Regions from separate parts of the Zea mays genome. Here region 1 is linked to region 2. The links are chromatin contacts, called in public Hi-C maps. All regions are on one chromosome and are shown on one strand. Each heading gives the region's core, a stretch centred on a gene start, on an enhancer-like site or on the middle of the called end of the contact. The rest is flanking DNA. Distances are from core to core; before and after follow the strand shown. Region 1 holds the start of LOC103654397 (probable BOI-related E3 ubiquitin-protein ligase 3). Region 2 has its middle 10 kb from the start of LOC103654394.

Evidence for each region. A called contact is a pair of places that touch in the nucleus more often than the background predicts.
Region 1: a contact with region 2 is called in a Hi-C map of tassel, with 2.6 times the contacts expected there. The contact joins the promoter of LOC103654397 here to the enhancer-like site in region 2. A contact is called at or near these places in 3 of 25 Hi-C or Micro-C datasets (endosperm, leaf and tassel).

Annotation. Positions count from the first base shown.
Region 1 is chr4:197,477,391-197,483,213 of Zm-B73-REFERENCE-NAM-5.0, reverse strand. It overlaps LOC103654397 (probable BOI-related E3 ubiquitin-protein ligase 3), which reads right to left and starts at 1,490. Exons shown (of 1, transcript XM_008681237.3): 1 at 167-1,490. The coding sequence starts at 1,363. The coding sequence ends at 473.
Region 2 is chr4:197,405,200-197,411,548 of Zm-B73-REFERENCE-NAM-5.0, reverse strand. No RefSeq gene overlaps it. Among protein-coding and RNA genes, the nearest start is that of LOC103654394, 10 kb to the left of the region's middle. Within about 2 kb of position 4,143, at least 19 of the 20 cell types and tissues checked have an H3K27ac peak or open chromatin away from gene starts, as enhancers often do. A contact at or near this core is called in endosperm, leaf and tassel, where this site is marked.

The DNA of each region.
Region 1 (5,823 bases), core at 241-2,740, 74 kb before region 2:
TTCTTTGAAGTAGCATCTGAGTTTGGGTAGTCAGTATCCGTATTTTTTTGAGGGTGGGATATCTAAGGTACGACGTTTTATCGATAATATCCGTATCTAAATATAAAACGGGTGATATCCGTTATCCGATTAAATTTCTAATATTAAAAATAGGATCATAATTGTATTTTTTTTAAATGAGGAAGCGGGCCCTACATTATATATATTTCTTGGCGTCAAAACAGAAGAAACGAAAATCTAGAGCAACAAATACGCTGAGAAAACAGAGCAAGGAAGCATGCCGGTTTACATGACAAGTCGGTCTTCTTTCTGATTTTCCATTAACATCGTGCATAAAAGAAAATCAACGGCATCGAATCTATCAAACTCCTAACTACTCATCTAGGTTACTTGACGAACCCTACGGAGCAAATTGAATCCAATCGACGCGCCATGCTAGGCCCCGCAAACAAACGACTTGGCGCGGTGGGCATCAGCTGGGCGCGATGTGGATGGACGCGTTCTTGGCGCCGGAGCAGACCGGGCAGGCGTCCGTCCGGGGCTCGCACGCCTTGCACAGGCACATGTGCCGGCACGGCAGCAGCAGCACGGACGCCTCGCCCTCGCCGCACGCCCTGCACGCCCACCTGCCGTTCCACAATGGCGAGGGCGTGGCGGCAGCGGTGCCCGTCGCCTCAACGTCCTCAACGTAGCAGCAGGAGCAGCGAGACTGCGCGTCCTCGGGCCCGGGCTCGGACGAGTCGCCCTCGCCCTCGCGGCCGGCGGCGGCGGCCGAGGAGCGGAGGAGGAGCGCGTCGAGCGTGGCGCGCATGCCCGCGGCGACGGCCTCGTTGGCCCGCGCGACGCCGCACCACGCCTGCGCCTCCGCGGCGGCCAGGCGGACCCACTCGTCGAGCTCCGCGGCGCGTCGCCGCGCGGCCTCCAGCCGGGCCTCCGCCTCCCGCGCCCGCCGCGCAAGGACGGACGCGGCCGCGCGCGCCAGCAGCGCCCGGCGCTGCCGCGCCCGCGCCGCCTCCAGCCCCGCGCGCAGCTGCTCGCACTCGGCCCGCACCAGCGCGTCCACCTCGGCGTCGGCGGGCGCCCGGCCGCTCGTCGACGCCGCCGCCGTCGGGTCTGCGGCCAGCGACCCCATCCCCGGGAGAGGCACGTCCACGTTGTAGTGCCGGTGCTCGTCCTCCCTGCGGTGGCGCTTGCGCGACGGCAGGGGCATGGCGGCCGCCCCGCCGCCGCCGACGACGACGTTGCGCGTCAGCTCGCTCTGCGCGGCGGACAGGAGCACGCCGTAGTCCTTGAGCGCCCGCATCTGGTCCTCGACCGCGTAGGGTGGGAGCAGGAGGCCGCCGAATTGCGCTTGTACGGCCATGGTGTCCACCACTGTGAGTGAGGGAGGAGGACGAAGGCTTGGTTGGGTGATGGATGGATGGACTACGGAGCGCGGGTTATATATATCGCCGGGGAGCCGGCCCAGCCACGTGGTCGGACGTCGCCGACTGGTGTAGTGGGCCATGTGGTGGCCTCATGGGTGGCTGGCGGGGCCCGCCGCTGCATGCACGCACGCACGCGTGCAGGTACGGTTACCGCTAATTAATGAGGAGCCGGTTACCAGTAACAGTCCGTACTACGAGAGAGAGAGAGAGAGACTCGGGAGGAGTTAAAATTACCCTAGATTGGCAGGCAGTCGTGCTGCCGTGCTTAAAGTGGCGCGATAATGGCGGGCGGCCCATCGGCCAAGACAAGCGGATCTCGTCCCAAAAGGTTGCCGGGGTGGACCACGCGGCACAAGCGCCGAGTGCGTACGCCACTCGCTCGCTCGTCCTAACAGCCTGTGTTGAATAAGGTAAGCTGGATTAGTTAACGATGACGACGAGGACGAGGAGATGCTCTGGCAGCAGCGGAGCACTAAACAAGCGCGCGCGAGCCCTGAGATCCGGCGATCTCCACCGGCGTCCCTTTCCGGAGCCCTGTCGTCATATGTGCGGATGAAACGGAACCGCCGGCCCAACACGATCGACAAAAAATGAAAGCAGGTGGGTGGGTGGCCATGGCTCATGTGGCAGGGCATGTGATGCAGGGCAAAGCGCCGGTGGCCCGGGCCGGCTGGGTGTGGCCCGCGTTTTTTGTTTCGTCCTCTAGTCCGTCCGCTGCATCCGTCCGACTCGACTCCACTCTCCCCCGTACGGCCGCGCACATGTCACCACGCTATCACTCCCTCGACGGAACACGACGATCCATTTGATCCGGACCGGGCTGTGCTCTCTCTCTATGTGTGTGTGTTTTTTTTCATATATATTTTTTTATTATGATGATGATGAAGGCGATCTTGACGAGGGGGCAAGGTAAAAGTGATGGTTAGGTTTTGAGGAGGCAAACCGCGCGAGGGCCCCAATCCGCGAGGCGCAAACAGCCAAAAGTCCAGGTCAGTCCACAGACCACCGAAAAGGCCGGCCGGCATGGCATGCGGCGCTAGCAGCCAAGAGGACGCCCCACGTCGGAGCACGCTAGCTGGTGTAGAAAAACGTGCCACAGTGACCACCAATGGCACAGACTGTTTGGATCCACATGACTAAGGCTGTGTTTGGTTTGCCCCTGCTAAAATTTAGCTCCTATCACATCGAATGTTTGAACCTCCGTTCGGGGTATTAAATGTAGTCGGATTATAAAACTAATTTCTCAGCCGAAGATTGAAAAGTGAGACGAATCTAGTACAGTTGGTTGGGTCTATATTTCATACTCCTATTTGAAAGTCAAACGCTTGATGTGACTCGGGCTAAACTTTAGTCCACAGAACCAAACACCCCCTAAAACAACAAAGTGACTAAAACCAGCTAAAGTCGCTACTTTTACTGCTCTCCACGGGGCTCCCCTATCGGCCGTCGTGTAACAGCGAAAACGAGTTTAGAAAAATGACGGTAGGAGTTGCATTCCATGTATCATTACACTTGTGTACAAGTGAACGGGTATATTCCAAGGGATATGTACATTAGAGAAAAACTGCCGTACTCTTTGGATTGGCCACATATGTAATATTTTGTAACACTCCCCATTAATCAATCGAACTTCATTTGATCATTTGTCAGCTGTTCTCTTCCAAGATATTATCTCCTTAAAAACCTTGTGAAAAAAAATAAGGAGTACACACTGCTTTTGAATCATGGATAAAACTCACACTGATCTCCAAAAGAAAAATATGCATGTAATCATTATTCCTAAACCCTCCCCATGGGGAAAAAATAAATGATGAAATATATAGCTTAGTTGATATTACCTCGTTAAAAACTTTGGATAAGAAAACCTCAGTGTCGGGGACCATAATTAGGGGTACCCTCAAGACTCCTAATTTTCAGCTGGTAACCCTCATCAGCATAAAGCTGCAAAGGCCTGATGGGTGCGACTAAGTCAGGGATCAGTCCATTCAAGCGACTCGATCACGCCTCGCCCGAGCCCAGCCTCGGACCAGGGCAGCCGACCCCGGAGGATTTCCGTCTCGCCCGAGGCCCCCCTCCAACGGCGAACATATTTCCGGCTCGCCCGAGGCCCTGCCTTCGCTAAGAAGCAACCCTGACCAAATCGCCGCACCAACCGACCAAATCGCAGGAGCATTTAATGCAAAGGTGGCCTGACACCTTTATCCTGACGCGCGCCCCCAGCCGGCAGAGCCGAAGTGACCGTCGTCACTTCGTCGCTCCACTGACCGGCCTGACAGAAGGACAGCGCCGCCTGCGCCACTCCGACTGCGGTGCCACTTGACAGAGTGAGACTGACAGACAGTCAGGCCCTGCCGAAGGCACCATAGGAAGCTCCGCTTCGCCCGACCCAGGGCTCGGACTCGGGCTCAGCCCCGGAAGACGGCGAACTCCGCTCCGCCCGACCCAGGGCTCGGACTCGGGCTAAGTCTCGGAAGACGGCGAACTCCGCTCCGCCCGACCCAGGGCTCGGACTCGGGCTAAGTCCCGGAAAACGACGAACTCCGCTCCGCCCGACCCAGGGCTCGGACTCGGGCTAAGTCCCGGAAGACGGCGAACTCCGCTCCGCCCGACCCAGGGCTCGGACTCGGGCTCAGCCCAGAAGACGACGAACTCCGCTTCGCCCGACCCCAGGGCTCGGACTCCGCCCTGGCCTCAGCCGACGGCCTCTGCCTCGCCCGACCCAGGGGCTCGAACTCGACCTCGGCCACGGAAGACAGACTCGACCTCGGCTTCGGAGGAGCTTCCACATCACCCAACCTAGGGCGCAGGCCAGCCACGTCAACAGGAGGCGCCATCATCACCCTACCCCGAGCTGACTCGGGCCGCAGGGAACAAGACCGGCGTCCCATCTGGCTAGCTCCGCCAGATAGGCAATGATGGCGCCCCGCGTACTCTGTGACGACGGCGGCTCTCAGCCCCCTTACGGAAGCAAGAGGACGTCAGCAAGGACTCAACCGCTCCGACAGCTGTCCTTCCGCCAGGCTCCATCGCTCCTCCGACGGCCACGACATCACACCAGCTGGGTGCCAAAATCTCTCCGGCTGCCACAACGGCATGTACTTAGGGCGCTAGCTCTCCTCCGCTAGACACGTAGCACTCTGCTACACCCCCCATTGTACACCTGGATCCTCTCCTTACGCCTATAAAAGGAAGGACCAGGGCCCTCTTAGAGAAGGTTGGCCGCGCGGGGACGAGGACGAGACAGGCGCTCGCTTGGAGCCGTTCGCTCCCTCTCCCACGTGGACGCTTGTAACCCCCTACTGCAAGCGCACCCGACCTGGGCGCGGGACGAACACGAAGGCCGCGGGATTCCCACCTCTCTCACGCCGGTCTCCGGCGCCTCGCTCTCCCCCCTTCGCGCTCGCCCTCGCGCTCGACCCATCTGGGCTGGGGCACGCGGCGACATTCACTCGTCGGCCCAGGGACCCCCCGGTCTCGAAACGCCGAAAGTAGGGGCCTGCTGCGTGTTGACGAACAGCTTCCCGTCAAGCTCCAGATGGGCAGTCTCCAGCAACCTCTCCAACCCAGGACGGTGCTCCGTTTCGGGAGTCTTGAGTTCATGTCCCTCGACGGCAGCTACGACATGATACTCCTTCCACCGTCGCGCGACAACGACAATGGCGGCCGACAGCCCGCCCCCCGGCGGCGGAATCGATGACGTCTTCCCCGCGTGGTGGAAGAACAACCTTCGAGCTCATCCCGCCCTCTTCCCCGCCAACGGAAGGGAAGGCAGGGCAACCAAGGCCAAGCAGGAGGCAGCGCCTCGTCGGCTGTCGAGCGAGTCGACAGCGCCGGCACCCCAACGGGGGGCGCACCGGGTATCGACTTCGCGCTTGAGACGAAGACGAGCGTCGTCTCCCCGCGACACGCCAGTCCCGAGCAAGCGGACGACGCCAGCGCGATCGCGAAAAGCTTGCTGGACGTCACCCTCATACCCGAGACGACGGTGCAATCAGTTCCCGACGTGACTTTATCGCCGCTCGTCGACCAAGAGGTACCGACCGATTCCTATCCTACGTCATTTGGATTCAGCCTCAACCCGCCTAGCAACCTCACTTTGGCGGGCGCTCTCGTAGAGGCGAGTCCAAACCCTCTGGGGTTTCGCATGCGGTCGCCTTGGGACCGGCTGACGGACGTCTCGACCTACGGGCCCTCTGGGTCCGAGGAAGATGACGAGCCCAGCATCTGCTGGGACTTCTCTGGACTTGGCAACCCCAGTGCCATGCGGGACTTCATGACCGCATGTGACTACTGCCTCTCCGACTGTTCCGACGGTAGTCGCAGCCTCGGCGACGAGGACTGCGGCCCAAGCCACGAATGTTTCCACGTCGATCTAGGGGGTCCCTCCGAAGGCAAT
Region 2 (6,349 bases), core at 2,894-5,393:
ACAACGAGTTTTGCAATACCCGAAAATTCGGGTACCCGAAATTTCGGGTTCGGGTTCGGGTATTTCCGAACTACCCGAACTATTGTGTCGTCTTCATAAAAACACATACACCTTATTAAATTAGTATAAAAATATAGTTTGAATAATGATATACATGTACATATAAAACACAAGCAATCTACAATCACAAGTTATGCACACATACACATAATTATAAATGTATAAATTAATAATTAAGCATGACATGAGTACATGACACATGAAAGTTCGGGTAATTCGGGTATTTCGGGTACCCGATTGTGATACCCGAATTACCCGAACTAAATTCGGGTTTTGCAAGTTGCTACCCGAAATTCCCAAACAAAATTCGGGTTTCGGGTTCGGGTTCGGGTTCGGGTATTCCGGGTTCGGGTTTCGGGTTACGGGTTTTTTGCCCAGCCCTACAGCGGATGGTTGAAGATCATGACGATCTCTACTTTATGTAAGTTTTATCTCGCTCTTGGCTTATTTTGCATTCATTATCTGTTTCAGTTTGCCTTGTATTTTTTTTCTTTTTTGTTTTTGTTCGTGGCTAATGTTGGGTTTCAACTCGAGCCTACTACAACTTCCTTAAATGTTGGTGGCTAATGTTGTTGTCTGAATCTGATTGAATTCTACACCAGTTCTTGGAAGAGAAAGCCTCATCAAGTCATCATCTCCAGGTTTGTTATTGTTTAGATGCAAATCGTTGTTAGTTAACCTTTTGTGTTGAAGTAACTGTTTGGTTGAGAAAATGGGTTGCCTATCTTCTATTTTCTCTGTTTTGTTATAGCACCAAGCTTATTTGTGTCTAATTTATAGGAACGATGTTAGCGAAAGTCAATTTAATCTGGTGCTGAACATTGAGTTGCAACAAATCATCGATTCAGACTGAGTCACCGTAGCTAGAAACCACTGTCTCAAGGTGCTGAATATTGAGTTGCAACAAATCATCGATGGAGACCGAGTCACCGCAGCTAGAAACCACTGTCTCAATTTGAGGAGATTTTCCATCTATGTTTGTTAGAAGGCATAATGCCTATTTATCTCTTGTATTCGAACATTTGGCAATTAAGAAATAGAAGATTACTTCTCCAATATCCCTTCTTCCTAGTCTCACCTTTCACGGCTTCGGGGAAATAATCACTTGCTATTACTGACTGACATGTCCACTCCTCATATGTGAGATATTGAGGTTGATATATATATTGTTCGTTTCTATGTAATTGTTGTGCACTAACATTTATCAAATAATTTGTACACCGTCGCAACGCACGGGCACTCACCTAGTAGTTTATTATAGCAACAGTATTTTCAACCTCCTGCAATAGGATACAGTGCGAAAGTGTATTTATAGGTAAGCAGAAGGACGGTTTCACCCTGCCAAATACAATTATGCCTCCGGTTATCTACGTTATCTCTATAATATTCTCCTCTCAAGAGTTAATTACATGTCATTTACAGCATGATTAGGTACGACAGAACGGATGGACACATCATTAACTCTACCCACACAATGGGTTACACGTGGGACCAGGCGGCCCAGGGTGATTTTACACGAGCCCGCCGTCACTCAACAACGCGCGGGCGACGACAAAAGCCTTCGTGCCTCCAGTATTCGGCAGTCGGTGAGTAGGCCATCGCCGTTTGCCCGTTTCTGGCACCGTCTGGAACCGATATGGCCTTCGCCTTCTTCGTGTGCTCCCTCTGTCTTCGTGCCTTCGCTCCATCAGTCTTCGTCTGCCTTCGCTTCTCCTCCGTCGTGATTTATCCTTGTTACGAACCAGCAGCTCAGCGAGGGGCGGTACGCCTTCGCTCCAACAATTACGTACAGCGCACTAGTACTGATTTACTGATTAGTGCCAACTGCATGCCAACCCGGTAGTAAGTAACGTAGCACCAGCTAGCAGCATCTCGCTGCAGGCTGTGGCTGTGGCTTTGGCTGTGGCTGTGTCGGTGGTGGATGCGTGCAGACTGCAGAGCACTGCAAGCAAGCCACTAGTGTCTGCTGGCAATGCAGCATTGTATCGTAGTAGCACATACGTACTCGTCCGGTGTCCTATTAGTTGTCGTTTTGGATAAGATTCGAGTCAAACTTATAAAATTTTGACTACAAATAACTATTTTGTTATTTAGTTTTGGAACCTAATATTTATATGCACCAATTTATCATAAAAAGTACTTTTATAAAAGTATAAATGTATTAAGAGTTTATTTGTATTTTAACAAAAAACATTGGTCAAAGTTATATTTTGTAGACCGTATCGTTTTCTTAAACGACAGCTAATAGTAAATCAGAGAGGAAGTACACATACACGGCTCCTCCATCCATAGCCCTAGCCCCTAGCCCGCCGGCAGTCCCGATTATTCCTCCCGACTAGCGTACGTGCTCTTTATTTGCGTGCAATAATAATGCACCTTTGCTTGCCTCTTTCTCTGTTACTTTCGGAGAAACTGAAGAAGCTAAGAAAGCATGCACGCACGCCCCACTGATCGATCGAGCTAGCCAGGGATCATCATATGCCTAATTAATTAATGCGCTGCTGTTCTCTGGTCCCTTTTCAATATATTTTAATCAGTGTGGACGGCTAACACGCATTGGTCATACCTACAGCTAGCACTACTACTAGACTACTAGTAGTAGTAGGCTAATTGGACAAATGATGACAGGTGCAAAGTTATCACTACGGTAATAAGGTGTGGTCGATAATAGTAATGCTAGCTATATATGCGTCTGCGACTAGCTATTAGCTATAGCCAGTGAGTGCTACGTGATCATCATTTGGAATAATATATTATTTTGGTTGTGCTAGTGGAATAATAATGGCACGTACGTACCCAGCGGTCATGTTTGTTTAGGCCAACAGCACGTATCCCTCTTCGTTAGTCGTTCATGACGATCATTACGGTTACAAAAAAAAAATAAAATAATGGAGGGCCCACGTACGCATCGTTGACACACAGATAAACATTCAGATTTTCAGGATTGTCGTCGAGCACCTTAGCTAGCTACAATCACGGCGTAAACTTTACAGGAAGTGTACCTGTACAGAGTTGGACGTACGACGTACGTACCGAGCTAGCTAGCAACTGTCCATAGCTAGGTACGTTGTACGTACGTAGGCACTCCGTAGATCGTAACTAAATAAGTTGAAAGTGTGTGCACGCACGGTAGATGGGGCTGCGTACGTTGGCACGGACGCAATCAAGCACACTTACGCCCGTACACAATTAATACGCCTGATTGGTTGGGTCCGTGTGGGCACAAGTACGTCACGGGGAAGAGAGATGAGCTAGCAGACGTAACTTGCATTGGGAAGGGGAGCGGGAACGGTTTTGTATTTAGGGCTCCAGCTCCTGCTTCTTTAGCTTCAGATCCTGATCCTCGTGAGGAGCTGATCCTCTTGATTCTCCTAGAGAATCAGAATCATTTTTAAAACCGTTTGACAAGTAAATTGATTCTTGTCTGCTGAGAGTTGGTGGTCTGTAGCGATTGTCTGTTTTACACTTTGCAGTTCAACTTTGTTACAAACCAATAAGTAGGACACATATACAAAAAAAAATTATGAAACAATAACATATAAAATATTTCCATCATAGTAGTGCATAAAATGGTCTCAAATGTTTAATCCATAAATTGGCTCGTTATGTTTTTGTCCAGTGGCAATTGCGAGTAATTTCGGTCAAATTTTAAGGGGAGGTCCATATTTGGTTGGTTGAGGAGCAATTTTAAGAGAGGGTGGAGCAGGTTTTTTTAGATCCCACCTTTCTTCACAAAAACGACTCCCAATCTTTCGGCTCCACACAAGAATCAGTTTAAAAAAATACCCGTTTGACACGGCTCCTCCAGATCCTCGCTTAGAATTAGGAGCTAGAGCTGTGCTAAACGGGCCCTTATTCTCTCCGCTACACGTAGGCTCCACCAAACGTATAGTGTAGTAACAAGGTGATTTAAATTAATAATAGCTCCGTGGCGTGGTCCAAACTCCAAACACCACCTCTCATACAGTCATACTACGTATCGAATGTCACGTCTTTCTTTCATCATGAGCACAGCGAGGGCCACCGTATTTCACAATTGGGCCTCAAGTGTCAGCCGCGGGATTTCAGCCCGTCATGGTGTCCATCACGACCCACAGACAGGCAGCGATGGCCACTGGACCACCGGGCCGAATCGTCGGCCTCGTGTTTACTCCACCAGTTGGACTTGGACCACCGGAGAAATTAGCCACAAATTTCGCTTTCACGGACCTTTCACATCACCTAACCAGCTCACCTATCGACTCTTTTAGCACGTTGGTACAGGAGGAAAAAGAATGCTACATATCTGCTGCCTCCGTTTAAAAATATATGAAACAGGTGCCTTTTTTTTTAAAAAAAAATAACAACTCCTAACTATTCAAAAATTTAAATTTTAAGTTTAATCTTAATTAATAAAACAGATCGTAACAAAATAAATAATGATTCATGATTTTTTTTAAAAAAATGTAAGACGGATGATTAAAGTTTTAGAAAAAAGTCAACAATATTATATATTTGTGAACCAAACGGTGGAGTACTGTTTATGTCTTTCTTTTTTTAAAAAAAAATTAAGAGTTATACTTTATTTGAGATGACTTTAACATCTAATGCCTATAATTCTAACAATCCAAAAACCTAATGTCTTGTTTTCATGCCGCTGCGGGCAAGCCTGCCGACTTACCTCCTGAGGATGAGGCTAAGTTTAAGGCTGAAGACAACCTCTTTCGAGGAGCAGTAATTAGCGCACTTGATACAAAATTCCAGAAAAGCTATATCATCCTTCCTACAGGGAAAGAGCTGTGGGATACACTTGTTGGAAAGTTTGGAGTAACTGACGCTGGTAGCGAGCTGTATCTCATGGAGCAGCTGTATGACTACAAGATGGTTGAGAACCGATCTGTAGTGGAACAGGCTCATGAGTTTCAGGCACTAGCTAAGGAACACGAACTTTTTTCTTGTCCTTTGCCTGACAAGTTTGTGGCTGGCGGTATAATCACCAAGTTGCCACCTTCTTGGAAGGACTTTGCTACCTCTCTCAAACATAAGAGACAAGAGTGCAATGTGGAAGAGCTCATTGGTACTCTTGATGTTCAGGAAAGGGCTAGAACAAAGGACAGTGGAAAAGGTGTTGAGACCTCTACTGCTAATGTAGTGCAGAAGAGAAACTTCCGCAAGTTTAACAATAAGAAAAAACAGAACAAACAAGAGAACACAAATAAACCTGTTCAAATAGCACAATTTAAAAAGAAGAACAACAACAACAAGGAAAAGGGAGGATGCTTTGTCTGTGGCAGTGATCAACATTGGGCTAGAGAGTGCCCTGATCGCAAGTTCACACAGGACAAGAAATCAGCTAATGTTGTAACCACTGAAACTGAAGATGGAACATCTGGGTATGGTAATTCTTTACCATTTGTTCTTTCAGTTTGTAATTCACCTGAGCGGTGGATGGATAGTGGTGCAAACATTCATGTGTGTGCTGATGCCTCTATGTTCACTTCCTACCAGGTCGGGAGGTCTGGCGCCTTGTTAATGGGAAATGGGTCGCGTGCTCATGTTCTTGGTTGTGGTACGGTCATTATGAAGTTCACTTCGCGAAAGACGGTGCCATTGAAGAGCGTGCAGCATGTGCCCTCTATCAAGAAGAATCTCGTTAATGCTTCTATGCTATGTCGAGATGGATACAAAGTTGTTCTTGAGTCAAATAAATGTGTTGTGTCGAAACATGGTACTTTTGTTGGTAAAGGATATGACTGTGGAGGTTTGTTTCGCTTATCACTGCATGATGTGTGTAATAAACTAGTGAATTCTGTTAATTTTTCTGATGAGTCAGATTTATGGCATTCACGTTTTTGTCATGCAAGCTTTGGCTGTCTTATGCGGTTAGCAAATCTAAATCTAATCCCTAAATTTAACTTGGTCAAAAAGTCTAAGTGCCATGTGTGTGTTGAATCAAAACAACCCCGCAAGCCTCATAAGGCTGCTGAGGCGAGGAGTTTAGCACCTCTAGAACTTGTTTATTCTGATCTGTGCGAGATGAATGGAATTTTGACAAAAGGTGGTAAAAGATACTTTCTCACTTTTATAGATGACTCCACCAGATTTTTCTATGTGTATCTCTTAAAAACAAAAGATGAAGTGTTTCCTTATTTGAAGACCTATAAAGCTGAACTTGAGAACCAACTTGAGAGGAAAATAAAATGGTTAAGGTCCGATCGAGGTGGAGAATATTTCTCTAATATGTTCGATGAGTTCTGCGTGGAACATGGTATTATTCATGAAAGGACACCACCATTCTCACCACAATCCA